Linked DNA regions of Triticum aestivum: region 1 is linked to region 2. A link is a contact called in public Hi-C data. All regions are on one chromosome and are shown on one strand. Each heading gives the region's core, a stretch centred on a gene start, on an enhancer-like site or on the middle of the called end of the contact. The rest is flanking DNA. Distances are from core to core; before and after follow the strand shown. Region 1 holds the start of LOC123044288. Region 2 holds the start of LOC123044286 (histone deacetylase 5).

Region 1 (6,938 bases), core at 3,976-6,475, 450 kb before region 2:
GACGTCGAGCCGGACGGAGGGCTGGTGGATCCCGCCTATTCCTATGGCTGACGTTGCAGCGGCGAGCGACGGTGTCCCTGGCGAGCTCGACCAGAAAGAGGATCCAGGAGGAAGAGGAAATGGATTGAGGAGGGAGGTAGTGGAGTAGGAGTAGGAGTAAAACGTGAAGAGGCAGGGAGTTGCGTGCGCGCGTCCCGCGAGCTGGCGTTGCCAGCCTGACTGGTGGGTTCACGAGAGGGACCAATTGGTCAGTAGCAAAGTAGAGGTTGAAAGAAAAATAAAAAATAAAAAAATGAAAATGACTGGAATATCTCTTCCTCCTCTACTCCCTCATAATCTACCCAGGATTAATTTCAGTGCTCAAAACTCATCAGAAATATCTTGGAAAATTTCACACTCGTTCCCTGCGGCCGAATATTCGGCTGAGATCCGGACACACCCCTAAAGAAGAGGAGCTGACGGACGAGCAGAGTCAGAGACACATTTCTGCCTCTGAATAGCTGTTTGAGTTCGCTAGTCTAGTGCAACCTTTTCCATCTCCACGGGTGAGGTGAATTTGGGGCCTGTAAGTATGTTGATCAACTCGGTTGCTCCAAGCCGGTCCAGAACGCAGGCAGGATGCCGCTGGGGCGAGCGTAAACAGCACAGGTGCGCCATGTACATGTTACCTCGTGCACGCTAGCCTGAGGGGTCCGGTCCTCTGTTCACCGGGTCCTGCAGCACATTGGGCGGTGCATGTAAGACGTCGATGGCTCACCGGCAGCAGGACGGTGGAGAAGCAGGGCTTTCAATGAGGAATGGCATACCTCATGTTGATACCAGAGCTGATGACAGGGAAGAAACCTGGTCCGCCTTGTCCACACCATCGCCCCCGAGAAAGTCGAGCACATGCTTTGCCGCCTCCCTTGGCTTCTCGACATGAGGAATGTGGCCGCACTGCCCTACCTGCCTTAAAATTGCGCTTGGGAGTTCCTGCTGTAACCGCTGCAGAGCGCCACAACACGTTTAGAATGGCGTGCATTTGTATCTGAGACATGCATATATCTTGCAAATTAGACCATGCATGGCATTTTCGCATCATCAGGCAAACTTACATATGCTTGCTTATTACTAATAATTCCATCATCCTCTCCCCATAAGACCAGGCATTTTTGCTTTACCTGTCCACGAAAACAGGACACTGGTCAGAATTATTACTCGGTTGTACAACCCATTTCATTTTTCTTCTGCGCCAGATTGTGATATCCAGCAATTCAAATGCTAGTAGCAGAAGTATAGAGTCTATAATTGATAATCAGCAAATGAGAATGACATATCATTATGAATTGGTGTTTATATATACAAAGCTTCAAGCTAATACAATTGATGATATGGTTGGGGGATGAATTTCATCTCTCCTTTTATCTCAGCAGAAACTGGTGCTCGGTGAGGTAGCTGCAGTGTGCTGAACAATTAGGGAAACACGCAAACCTGTGTATTTTAAACATAAAGTTCCTGATGATCCTTTTTCTTAACCCTGAAACTGTAGAATAATTATTCTACGGTATATTTTCATTAATGTATAATATGTACAAACATAATAAAATACTCCCTCATATCCATATTACTTGTCTTAGATTTGTCTAAATACGGATCTATCTAACACTAAAACATGTCACATTCGTATCTAGACAAATCTAAGACAAGTAATGAATCGGAGGGAGTACAAGATCGAATAATATGTACAAACATAAATTTCCTGATGATCTTTAGCTGTCATCTTTAACTTGTGCAGCCACATTGACTCCTGGGCGATGTTGCAGAAAGAACAAGACCGAATAAACATTTAGGCTGGAGTGATACTGCCCAAGGTGATCATGGAGGCATATGCACGAATGCATTGATGGGCGCCGGCAACAAGAAGGATCATAGGGTGAAAGTGATGTTTTTACAGCTTTGCTAGAGACCCATTTGCAGCTTAGCTGATGCTCTATGTTTTGTAATAACAGGAGATGTTAGTGTTTATTTCTGCTTTGGTTAAGCTCTGTAAGGCAGTTATACCGTGGCAGTTTCTTTAGTGTAAATCAACAGAAGGGCCCGTTGTTTACAAAAAATTGCCATTTTTTATGCAACAGATTCTGCTAGTGCTGAAGGAAGCACTATCAGCACTTGAACTATCTATATTAGAAGAACCAAAAGACTTCAGATAGTAAAGGAACAATACTGAGAAAAAAGAGAATGTTTCAGAAAAAAATGAGAAAAAGGGAAACTCTGAATCAGCATCGATAGCATTTATTTGGTGTCTTGCATGACCAGTAATATTCACATCACTGAAGTTTTGTTGCAGCAAACAAGGCTACAGCCTCCAACAGTGGTCATCCGACACATATTTTAATGATTTTGTAACAAGTTTGTTGTGTGCATATTTGGATGCAGAGACAGGGAGAGTGTTCTCTTCCTTCATCTAAATAAAACGAGAAGGTTACTGACTGATAGGTCCTACGAGCCTACAGCACCATGAATGATATGAAGACAACGGAATTGGATAAGGAATAAGCAACATTTAGCATATGTGAACAGAGGATAAAATCATAATTTGGATGTTTATAGAAAAGAACCTGCTTTATTTGGTTTATGACATTATAACCTCCAGTAATCATAAAATTAACCGTAGCATCTTCCCACCAAGGAAGCAGGCAGTGTAGACGGCCAATCTGTAATGAATAATAAATTAATACAAGAAAAAACACATGACTTGTAACCCAAAAGTAAAGAGGAAACTAAATGGTTCCAATTGCGCGCGGTGATACCTGCACACTGTTAAAAACAGGATATCAGGTATACCTAAGCAGAATTCGACTGGCAAGAAATATATGATTGGGATGCAAAGCACTACCTCTATAACTAAATATAAGATGTTTTTGCAGTTCAATTACAATATTGCAGCATGAAGCAAAAAAAGGTTTGTATGTTTTTGACACATCAAATGCAGCATGACAGTTAACTTGTTAAGTACTTGCACATTGGGCATTTTTTTGGCATTTTTTGTCTTTTAGCTTACTAATACACAACAACACGCATTTACGTGTGTGTTCAAGAAAAAAAAGTTTCTTGAAGAATGATAGAGAAAACCGCATACTAGAAAGGTATGAGTACGCCTCATAAAGTGGAGTTAACTGATAGACCAACAACCAGAATATGATAGTTGTTCCGTTCAGTAAGGAATGTACAGATACTTACCTGCACCCAATCAAAGAATCCATCTGGAATATTATAAAATGCCAAGCGTGTAGCGAATAGTCGTAGAGGAAGACTCTTCAGTACAAAAACCTGGGGAGCAAAGAATTACACTGTATTCCAGCCAAAACATATGAACATACCACTGGATCGGTTTGACACAAACAAAAGATAATAATACAATATGAGCATTCTTTAGGACAAGCATAATCATCATAAAGTAAAATAAATATGCATACAGTAAGCATGGGCATCAGGAGTTCAGGACACAAAAACTAAACAGTAACAGCAAAAGATATCAACAGAAACAGAATGATTCGACACTGAAATAAAGCTACGTTGAAGCAAAGCATGCAGCTCAGTAAAACACTCACCCCAGCATATGGAACAAATTTAGGCATTCTGGTCATATCTTTTGTGCCCTCCGCATATACACTTGCACCAATGAAGATTAATTTTGATACCTGCGATGAAGATGAAGTTGGCTTCTTGTAACAAAGCTTGCGGATTTGTCCAGTTACAGAAAAGTACATACAATTCGCATCAGTGACAGCATTAAAAATATATATCTTTAGTTTTTGGTACTACTCCTACGTGCTAGACTGCTAGGTAAGAAATGAAGAGGACAGAGTATTTCTTAAAATGCTGGTACCGCTTCCGGATAGTTGACTGCGAAATCAATGGCAACAGCAGCACCCAGGCTAGGCCCAACTAGTACCATAGGCCTTTTGATGTAGGATCTCCAGAACTACACAAAGAGTTTATCAAGATGTAAGGATATTACCACTGTAATCATAAAAACAGTTTTACTACAAAATCATAAAAACTGGTCTTAAAAGACTGAGCATATTTAAACAAGGAAAGGCAAGCTGAAAACTTGCTTAAAAAAAGCGCAGTAATACATAATCCAGAAACCCAGTCCTTATTTTGGAATAGAAGCTAGTTTTTGTGCAGCTCTGAGCAAGGCTGAGACTTCAGTTACTTATCAAACCCACTCTGAATTAAACAGGACATTTGGAGACTAGGAAGTAGGAACTGAACTCATCACATGGACATTATCTACATGTACACCAGCAGTAGTAGTTAACTTGTATACCTGATAAAGATGCTCGCGCTTAGACACAATATCACAGGGTGGCCTTGTTTCTACGATCCAATCGATCAATATATCAGAAGTTGTCACAACTTGCAACTGTGGCAAGCACAATTATAGAACCAATTCCAACGATATGCAGCAGAGTGAGGGCATACCTAAATTAGAGAAGCCCCATCCAAGAATGTCCACAGCCCAAGTCTCCAACCCAGCATCCTCCAGCAAAGGGTAGGTATACCTCCACTCTAAACAAGAACTGCATCTAACACTTTTAGAGTGTCCATCCTGCTAAATGCATGGTAAAAGTAGAAGAAGACTCTTGTGGCAGCACCCCATTGAGACCGGAATTAGACATTGCAGGTCGAACGGTAAGATAGGCAGCGCCCCAAAATTTGGTGTTGCATTGCACGAACCTGTCGAAGCCGTGGAGCAGCACGACCGGATCGGCGCTCTGCTGCTGCTTGAGTGGCCTCACGCAGCTGCTCGGTATCGGGCTCTTGGAGAAGCCGGTCTGGAGTGGGAATCGGTTAAGAAAAAATTCAGCACGGGTGTTACTACGGCAGATTATCAACAGAAAAGCAAAATTACGGCAGTTTGCGGAGAAGCTATCTCGCCTGGACGGGCACGCGCTCGATTCGCTTGGTGAGGCGGAGGGCGGCGCCGTCGCGGATGCGCTCGACCGCCCTGGGCAGGAACGGCGGGAAGTCGTTGGCGGCGGCGGCTCGGCCGGTGGCGCCGACGTCGGCGGAGGCCGCGACCCTGAACCGGGCCCTCCGTGGCGCCGGGGGCGGCAGCGCCGGCGAGGTGGAGAGGGTGAGCAGCGGCGGCATTGGTGGAGTTAGCCGGTCGCCCCGCGCGCTCGTTGGAGTGTGTGGGTTGAGCGGATGTTATGGGGCGCCAAGGGGGCGGTGGGCACCTCGTGGCCCCCGCCTGGCAGCCTGTGCTGCTGCCGCTACGTCGACACGCGTGGTGGGCGTGCAAAATTGCACGGAAACGGTGGCACGCAACGGGCCTTCCACCGGCGATCGCGTCCGAGCTTTGCTTCGGCAGTGCAATCAGCCTTCGGCCGTTAACCGTTCTCGGCAAACTCCAAGTACCGACACATCGATTCCTGAGCTGAGCTGAGCTGAGCTGGGTCCTTCACGGGTGTGACCCGCCGACGAACCCTGTAGCACCGTCACGACGCGCGTCCAGCGTATGGGCGCGGAAAGTGCCACGCTGCGTGGCACACAAACATGCACGCATCACGTGGCGGCCGGCGACGATCGCGACCGACGTCCATGTATGTGGAGTGTGCTGAGTAGCAATTTTTTCATTAATAAATTAATCAACGAATAAATTACTAACATAGACATTGGCATAAATAAACACGTTGATATCGAATCACCAAAGCGCATGCTACGCTAATAGCAGATATATCTATGTATAACATTAGCATGGCTAAAACAGAATCAATAAAAGCAGGATAAACGAATTATGCCCTCCATTCGGCCAAGTAGAGGCCGCGGCAGTGGCGGTAGCAGCGGTGGCGTCATCAATGGCCTTCTTTTCGGTTTCAAGCTTCTCAGCGACAACACGCTCGACTTCAGCGGACATGGTGACGATGAAGACGATGCAAATGTAGATGATGCAGCCAGTGACGGAGCTAGCATTTGAGAACAGGGTGGTCCGCCCTTCCCAAAAAACGAAAAAAATGACATGTGAATGTTCTAACTAATTATTAATATCACATAGAAATAGATTAATATGGTCTTACAAACACACTAAAATTCTCAACTAAGTCTAAGTAATTCTCAATTAAGTCCAAGTTTTGCATAAAGAAGCCTACATGGTATACTAGATGGAGCATAGTACATACCTTGAGAAGTTCAAAAAGACTATATTTCTGGGCTACGCTTTTGCAATGCCATGAAGGTATAAATTATATCATCTTCATTTACCTCGGAGAAAATATCCCTCTCAATGTATGTGACTAGGCAATCATTCAAAAGGTTATCACCCATCTCATTTCTCAACTTGCTCTTTACTAAACTCATAGCTAAAAATGCTCTCTCAATATTTGTCGTGGCCACCAATAGAATCGGTACCAACTTTAGCAGCAAGTACACCCAATTATGAATAATATGTCTCCCTGTTTGAAGAAGCTCAACCGAGAGATCAACAAGATTTCGATGGCCACATCTGGCATAGCCTCTGCCTTCTTCTTCCCTTTCTTCATAGCTTCTCTTTGAAAAAGAAAACAATGTATCTGGTCCTCTTCATTTCTTCAACAATTCTGCAATAAGAATTACTTTCTAATAATAAAGCTATTTGGGGGAGAAATGATGTGCAAAATTATGCAGGTGTTCGGTTATCTATTGGATAGCATAGCACAGAACAAATAAACCATAAATTAGAAATTAGGAATCGGAAATTGGGCAGTTCATACCTTAAATCGGGCTCAGCTGAGTTGCTACCGTAGGACAGGCAGGGGCACTGGGGCACTGGGCGGCCGCGGCCGGCTTAGTAGGGGCGTCAGGCAGGCAGGGGCAGGGACGCGGCACCGCATACGTGCAGGGCAGAGGCGCACGCGCACGCGCAAGCAGCTCGCAGGGGGGCGGAAAAGGGAAAGGGATCCTCCTAGCTCGAT
Region 2 (6,453 bases), core at 3,542-6,041:
ACAATCACTCAAAATGCTGTGAAGAAGAACCACTATTATCTGCATCAAGTCTTCGACCACACCTGTGCTATTCTCTCACATGTCTACACCGATGATGAACTCAAGAAGATGGACTTCCAACAGGACTTTGACTGGTCTCAGCCACCCTCGAAGAAATTCAAGAAGGTCAAAGTTCCTCTGTTGGTCGTCAGTTCATATTCTTCATCGCGCGAGATGGACGAAGCTGAAGATTTAGACGACACTACAGCAGGCCCTACTACAATGGACGACCCCAACAACACTGGCGCTCCTCCATCGACATCATGATGATATTCTTCAGGGGCGTTAGTCCTCACTTTTCGTCCCTTTTGGTCATTTGATGACAAAGGGGGGGAAATTTGAGTTAGTCTTCAAGCGGGTCTTTATATGGGCATTTTTTTGCTAAGTTTCAACTCTCGTTCTTCTAAAGTATTTGTTGGATCGAGTTGTAAACTTAAGTCCGATGGTGGCCTGATACTTTTGCTCTATTCTTTTGCATGTTATTTCCTTATATATGTTAATGCATGCATGCTGAATTACATCAGTCACCATATTTCATCATGTATTTCAAATTCTTCATTCGATATGTTAAATGCGTGTATGAATTACAAGATATAGGGGGAGATCTCCATGATATTACTCTACAATGTGCATTGCTTTTTGAAAGCGAATTCCTCACATATGCACATCTTCAGGGGGAGTTCTTCTATATCTTGCAATCAAATTCCTCAATTCTGAGCACTTTCAATTGATATGTTTATCCCCGTTGAAAACTTAACCTATTTGTCATCAATCACCAAAAAGGGGCAGATTGTAAGTGCATCTAGTGCCCCTTAGTGATTTTGGTGTATTGAAGACTTATAGGTTAAGGGACTAATATGTTTGTGAGTGTACACAGGCTCTATAAGTCGATGAGGAGTTTGATATTTATGATGAAAGTAAACCCCTAAAAATGTATGTCTTCAGCTAAAGACTTTGGTTCTCCTGAAGATTTTGAAAGTGAAGAAATTGGTGTGACCTTGAAGACTTCGATATTCATTTGAGGATTATGAAGCGTGAATACTTTTGTTTTCGTAGTTTCATTTTCTCTTTCTTGAGTCATAGGAAACACCATACTGTTAAAGGGGGTCGAGTTAATACTAAGGAAACTGATTTCCAAGTGATGCTCATCTCAAAATCCTACACCTACCCAATCCTTTCGAGTGAAGCCATTGGAAATCTCATATCAGTTCAGTCAATTTTTTCAGTGACAGAGACGAAGATCTTCTGGTCTCTAAGGAATTTGTTCTGACTGAGGAGTTAGGAATTCGCCATCGTGGATTGCCTACACAGTGAGGAACATGCTAGCCCTAAGGAATTTGAACCTAAAATATCCGACCATTGTTGTGCTATGCGCCAGCTCTCCCAAAATATCTACCCACCTAACGGTCATATCATTGAAGGGCATTTATGTCTTATCATGTCAGGTTGCTCCCTAGGCTATAAATAGCTGCCCACCCTACAACCACTAGCTGGTTGTCTGCTCCGCGAGAAACTGACACTTGTCATTGAGAGCATCCCATCCTCTGGGGACTTAGCGAAAATCATCAAGTGAGGAAAACCCAAAACCCAAACCCAAACACCTACAAACCCAAAGTGATTGAGCATCACTGAAGAGATTGTTCCTGTGTGGAACCGACGCTGTTAACTTTGAGGACTGTGTATCCTCCAGACGGTTAGGCGTCATGGTCTGAGTATCCAAGAGGAATTGTGGATCGCCGAGTGACCAAGTCTATGAAGGTTGGGAAGTCACCTGAAGACTTACCACGAGTGTTGGGTGAGGTCTGTGTGACTTTAGCTCGAGGAGAATACAGTGAGGACTGTGTGTCCTCGAGTTTAAATACTCAGTCGCTCCAACCAGACGTACAACTGTCGCAACAGTTGGAACTGGTCTACCAAATCATTGTCTTCACCAAGCCAACTGGTTCTATTTCCTCAACCCATTCATTTCCTCATCCATGTGTTGATGAACCTGATCATTACTGTTTGAAGACTTTGACTGAAGACTTTCTCTATTTCCTTAATCCAATTTCTTCAGTCACATAGTCTTCAACCTGCTTATCCTGTTTTCACGCTATCTGTACTCTGTGCTTGTTTTCATTTCATCATGATGACTATGTTGTTGCTCAAGAATTTGTAAAAATCACCTATTCACCCCCTCTAGTCGATATAACACACTTTCAATATCCCCAATAGTATGCGTGCGTGCGTACGTTTATGTATGGGTGTATGTATGAGCGTGTGTGCGCGGTTTCTTTTCTTCGAGGGGATGGGGAGCATAGAGGTAAGCGATTTCAATGGACCCGTGTACATGTAGGCGCATCTTAGCGAGGCACCTCAAACCCGCCTCAAACTCCTGGGTGAACGGCCCGGTCACTAACCGATCACAAAAATGCGATCCAGACGGGCTCCTTAAACGAGACTCAAATGCCTAGGTTGACCGGCACATCTCATATCCAGCCCAAATATGGGGCGGATATGGGGGCGCGCGGGCGCGTCTGCCACATCGGACCAGCAGTCCTACCCCACCATAATTTGCATCAAATCTACCAAACCTTCCTCCTCCTCCCGCCTTCCTCCTACCTTTCCCGCGTTAGAGCCCTCGCCGTCCACCACCCTTGCTCTCCATCCTCACCACCGGTCTTGATCCGTCGCCCTAGATGTCGTCCAACTCGTTTGCTACCGTAGCGACAAAGACTACGTCCGCCTCCTCCGTCAGCGTCCCGTCCTAGGCTTCGTCGTGCAAGGTGGAGAACATCGACCGAAGGATCCGGCGATGCTAGCAGCGAGAGAGGGAAGCAGACATGGACGAGCAACTTCCCCCCTGCTGCGCCCGAAACTCCGCATCCCATCCATCCGTCTGTAGACGTGGATTGCGCCGTAAGACCACTTTGGGACAGAGGAGGATCCCACGGACAGTTGGGGCATTCTAGAGAGCTTTCCGCCCACGCAGATGCTGATGGTGGACGTATGTCACTCGTCGCAACTCGTTCGGGCATGGACAAGCATGGGCGCCGGTGGCGCCTGGGCTGCCCACGACCTGTTCGACGGAATGACACAACAAGAGTCGTATGTTCTTGTTGCTCCTATCCGATCACTGCCTTGCATAGACCGCTAGTTCATTTTGGACATCATGATTGCTTGCAAACCATGATCGTTTTGGAGGTGTTCCCGTCGAACATGATCAATGACAATCAAGGTCCGATCTATATGGAGTACGAATTAGGGGATCCAACTTGCACTACATTTGAAGTTGGGACAACATTCGATCCCAAGTCGAGCAATAAGAAGTAGAAGGGAAAGACGACGAAGGCAAGAGGTCTCACAACTTATGAGGATATCTTGTTGGTCAAACTTGGTTGGCCACAACAATGGATCCAATATGCGGCACTGAGCAAAAGGGAAACAAGTATTGGGAGAATATTTGGAAGGAATATCACGAACAAAAGAAATATGTGGAGCCGCATCCTATCGTCACCAACTGCAATGTGGCATCTCTCCAACATCAATGGGGGGTCACTCAAGGGGAAGTAACAAGTACGTCATCTACTACTCACAAGTGACCAAACGCCCTCAAAGTGGGATGGGAGTGGCAACTCACGTAAGCTACTTCATCTTGTCATCATTTTCGTGGGCTTGTTTGTTTTGCATTCTCGTGCTTGTATAATGTTGTTTGCTAGATGGCGGTGGTGACCACTTTGTATCACGAAATGGAGAAGAAGCCATTTACTTTTAAACATTGTTGGATCATAATGAATGGCATGCCAAAGTGGACACAACTTGTGGCCGATCTCAAGGCCGACAAGAAGAGGAATGATGGCTCAAGCTACCACCAATCAATTGGTTTGGACGATGAAGAGGAAGATATTGTCATCGAGAATGGGAGATCCACCGTGCCAAAGGATAACCGACAAGTCATGGGAAACAAGTGGGAGAAGGCAAGGGCCTCCCGTAATGCCGCGGCTACAAAAATGTCCTCCACATGGATGAGCATTTTTCGGCGAGGGAGAGGAGAGGTACAAGCTCACGTTGGATGCGCAAAAGAAGAGGATGGATTGAAACTGAAAGAGGACGGAGAAGAAGCTGGAAATTGAGAGAGAGAAAATCGAGTTGGAGAAGTAAGATGCGGCGATCAAATGGGAGCTCGAGAAGGCAAGACATTTGGAGAGACTGCGCTTGAGAAGGAAAGGTTGCAACTCGCACGGGACGTGGAGGATGCGAAGATCATGTTGGCGGACGAAACCCTCTTGGATATGCATGCAAAGAAGTGGCTTGTAGAGAAAAATAAGGAGATCAACGACCATGGGGAGTACGAGGCAGCGAGGACGGCTGCGGCGGCAGCGGAGCATGCGGCCCGAATGGAAGCGGAGCAGGACACAAGGATGATGCTCGGCGAGTGATCCGGCCAGTTGTTGAGGCATCCATCACGCTCAAACATTGATTTCATTTTGGCATGTTCGGATTGTCGTTGAACTATGATTTACTTTGTTTTGTTTCGAACGGTTGAATTCGGACAATTTGTATCGTATGAGCGATATGTGACAACCCATATAAACGTACTTGGGCATTTGAGGGACGGTACGTGCCAATTCTGGCGGTAGATTTTTTTTTTTTGGCAAAAGTTCGGCGGAATCTTTTGCCGCTACGCGAATTCGAAGTCTCGCCCAGATCAAAACTCAGAAAGCCCGGAGCACCCACTTCCAGGTGGGGCCCAACGCCAGCACGCGCAGGCGCAGGCACGCACACAAGACAAGAGGCTCCACCAACCTGAGGGGCAACCAACCAGTCCAGTCCAGTCGTCTTCCCCATCTCCGCTCCACCCCAATTTTCGACCCGTCTCGCCCCTTTGCCCCCCCCCGTCTCTCCGCCGCCTGCGCTAGGCGATCGCCGGCGCAGGATGGCGGCGGCTGGTGCAGCGACGCCGGTGGGCGCAGCGCCCAGGGTGGGGCTGCTGTACGACGATAGGATGTGCGCGCACGCGACGCCTGACGGGGAGAAGCACCCGGAGAACCCCGAGCGGCTGCGCGCCATCCGGCGCAAGCTCGACGCCGAGGGCGTCGCGTCCAGGTACGCGCTACCCGCGACTCTGTAAGCGAGAACGCCGTAATTTCGTGTGAGGATCCGCGAGGAGGCGTTCGTGCCCCCCCTTTTTTTTTGCATAAAAATACCGTTCCGTCGAAACGCCGGGATGGGAGGTCCTCGCGCGCTTCCGCTGTGTTAATGTATTCCTGTTGCGATTTACGACTGTGGCCATGCCCATTTCGATCTACCAGAAACTGTATTTTTGGTCTCGTGAAAAACTAAATAATAAATGAATCAGTATCCATGATTATAACTGTATGCTTATGTTTTGATTAACATTTGAAGTGGCCCAAATGTTAAAGGGCCTGAGAAAGGGAGGAGAGTAGAGAGATTTTTCATACAACGGGTTCAAGCATGCATGCACTGTAGCTGCTGAAAGGAATTTAGTCCTGGTATTTGTGCAATTTCGGGTAATGGATAGTCAAGCCCTTGCTTGTGTACAGTAGTAACTTGGATGCTACTAGAGTTAAGTTTGAACATTAGCATTATATCGTCTGTCCTATCCACTGTTTGCATTGCTTTGATTAGCTTAACAACTGTATGACTTTGCAAGGTTCTGCGGCTGTAGTTTAACATAAGTTTCTTCCAGGTGTGTGGACATGAAGGCAAAGGAGGCCAAAGAAAAATATATAGCCTCTGTCCATACCCCAAATCATATAAAACTGATAAGGGATATCAGCTCGAAGGAGTATGATTACCGTCGAAACAAGACTGCTAGGAAATTCAATTCCATTTACTTCAATGAGGGCTCCTCAGAGTCTGCTTTCCTTGCAGCTGGTTCTGTCATCGAGGTAATTTAGCGTGTACTTTTCCTGCATTACATATGTACGGTCCATAGTCTTGTACAACAGTTTTTGTTCCATTGATCTTGAGTGCTGACACAACAATTCATTTGACAAGTAGGTTGCTGAGAAGGTTGCGGCAGGTGAGTTGAGTTCTGCTATCGCTCTTGTCAGGCCTCCAGGCCACCATGCTGAACATAATGAGCCAATGGGATTTTGTCTCTTCAACAACGTGGCTATTGCAGCAAATTATCTCTTAAATGAGAGGGTACATATTTGAAACTTCCCTTTGATTTTTCTAGTTAAGATCAACTTGTGCTACTTTTGTTCATCATTTTCTACGCGAAGTAAAAAAAAGCACTAGGCGCTGATTGTGCGTTTTGCCACCGCCTTGTGCTTTTCTGACCAAAGCGCATGCTTAAGCGCAGTTATGCACATATTCAGCGCTTGGCATTTTGCTATCGCCTAGAGCCTTGGCACGCCTTTTTAAACTATGTTTCTATGTAGGAACAATCATCACAATTTGTTATGA

The links. A called contact is a pair of places that touch in the nucleus more often than the background predicts.
Region 1: a Hi-C map of leaf shows a contact between it and region 2, with 6 times the contacts expected there. The contact joins the promoter of LOC123044288 here to the promoter of LOC123044286 in region 2. A contact is called at or near these places in 2 of 5 Hi-C or Micro-C datasets (both in leaf).

What each region holds. Positions count from the first base shown.
Region 1 is chr2B:192,169,742-192,176,679 of IWGSC CS RefSeq v2.1, reverse strand. LOC123044288 reads right to left here and starts at 5,225. Exons shown (of 11, transcript XM_044466992.1): 1 at 4,924-5,225; 2 at 4,723-4,820; 3 at 4,468-4,565; 4 at 4,313-4,362; 5 at 3,869-3,964; 6 at 3,591-3,680; 7 at 3,220-3,309; 8 at 2,598-2,693; 9 at 1,095-1,160; 10 at 807-984; 11 at 378-714. The coding sequence starts at 5,139. The coding sequence ends at 808. LOC123044289 (a long non-coding RNA gene) reads left to right here. Exons shown (of 9, transcript XR_006419913.1): 9 at 1,803-2,067.
Region 2 is chr2B:191,721,348-191,727,800 of IWGSC CS RefSeq v2.1, reverse strand. It overlaps LOC123044286 (histone deacetylase 5), which reads left to right and starts at 4,791. Exons shown (of 13, transcript XM_044466991.1): 1 at 4,791-5,124; 2 at 5,729-5,930; 3 at 6,043-6,189. The coding sequence starts at 4,955.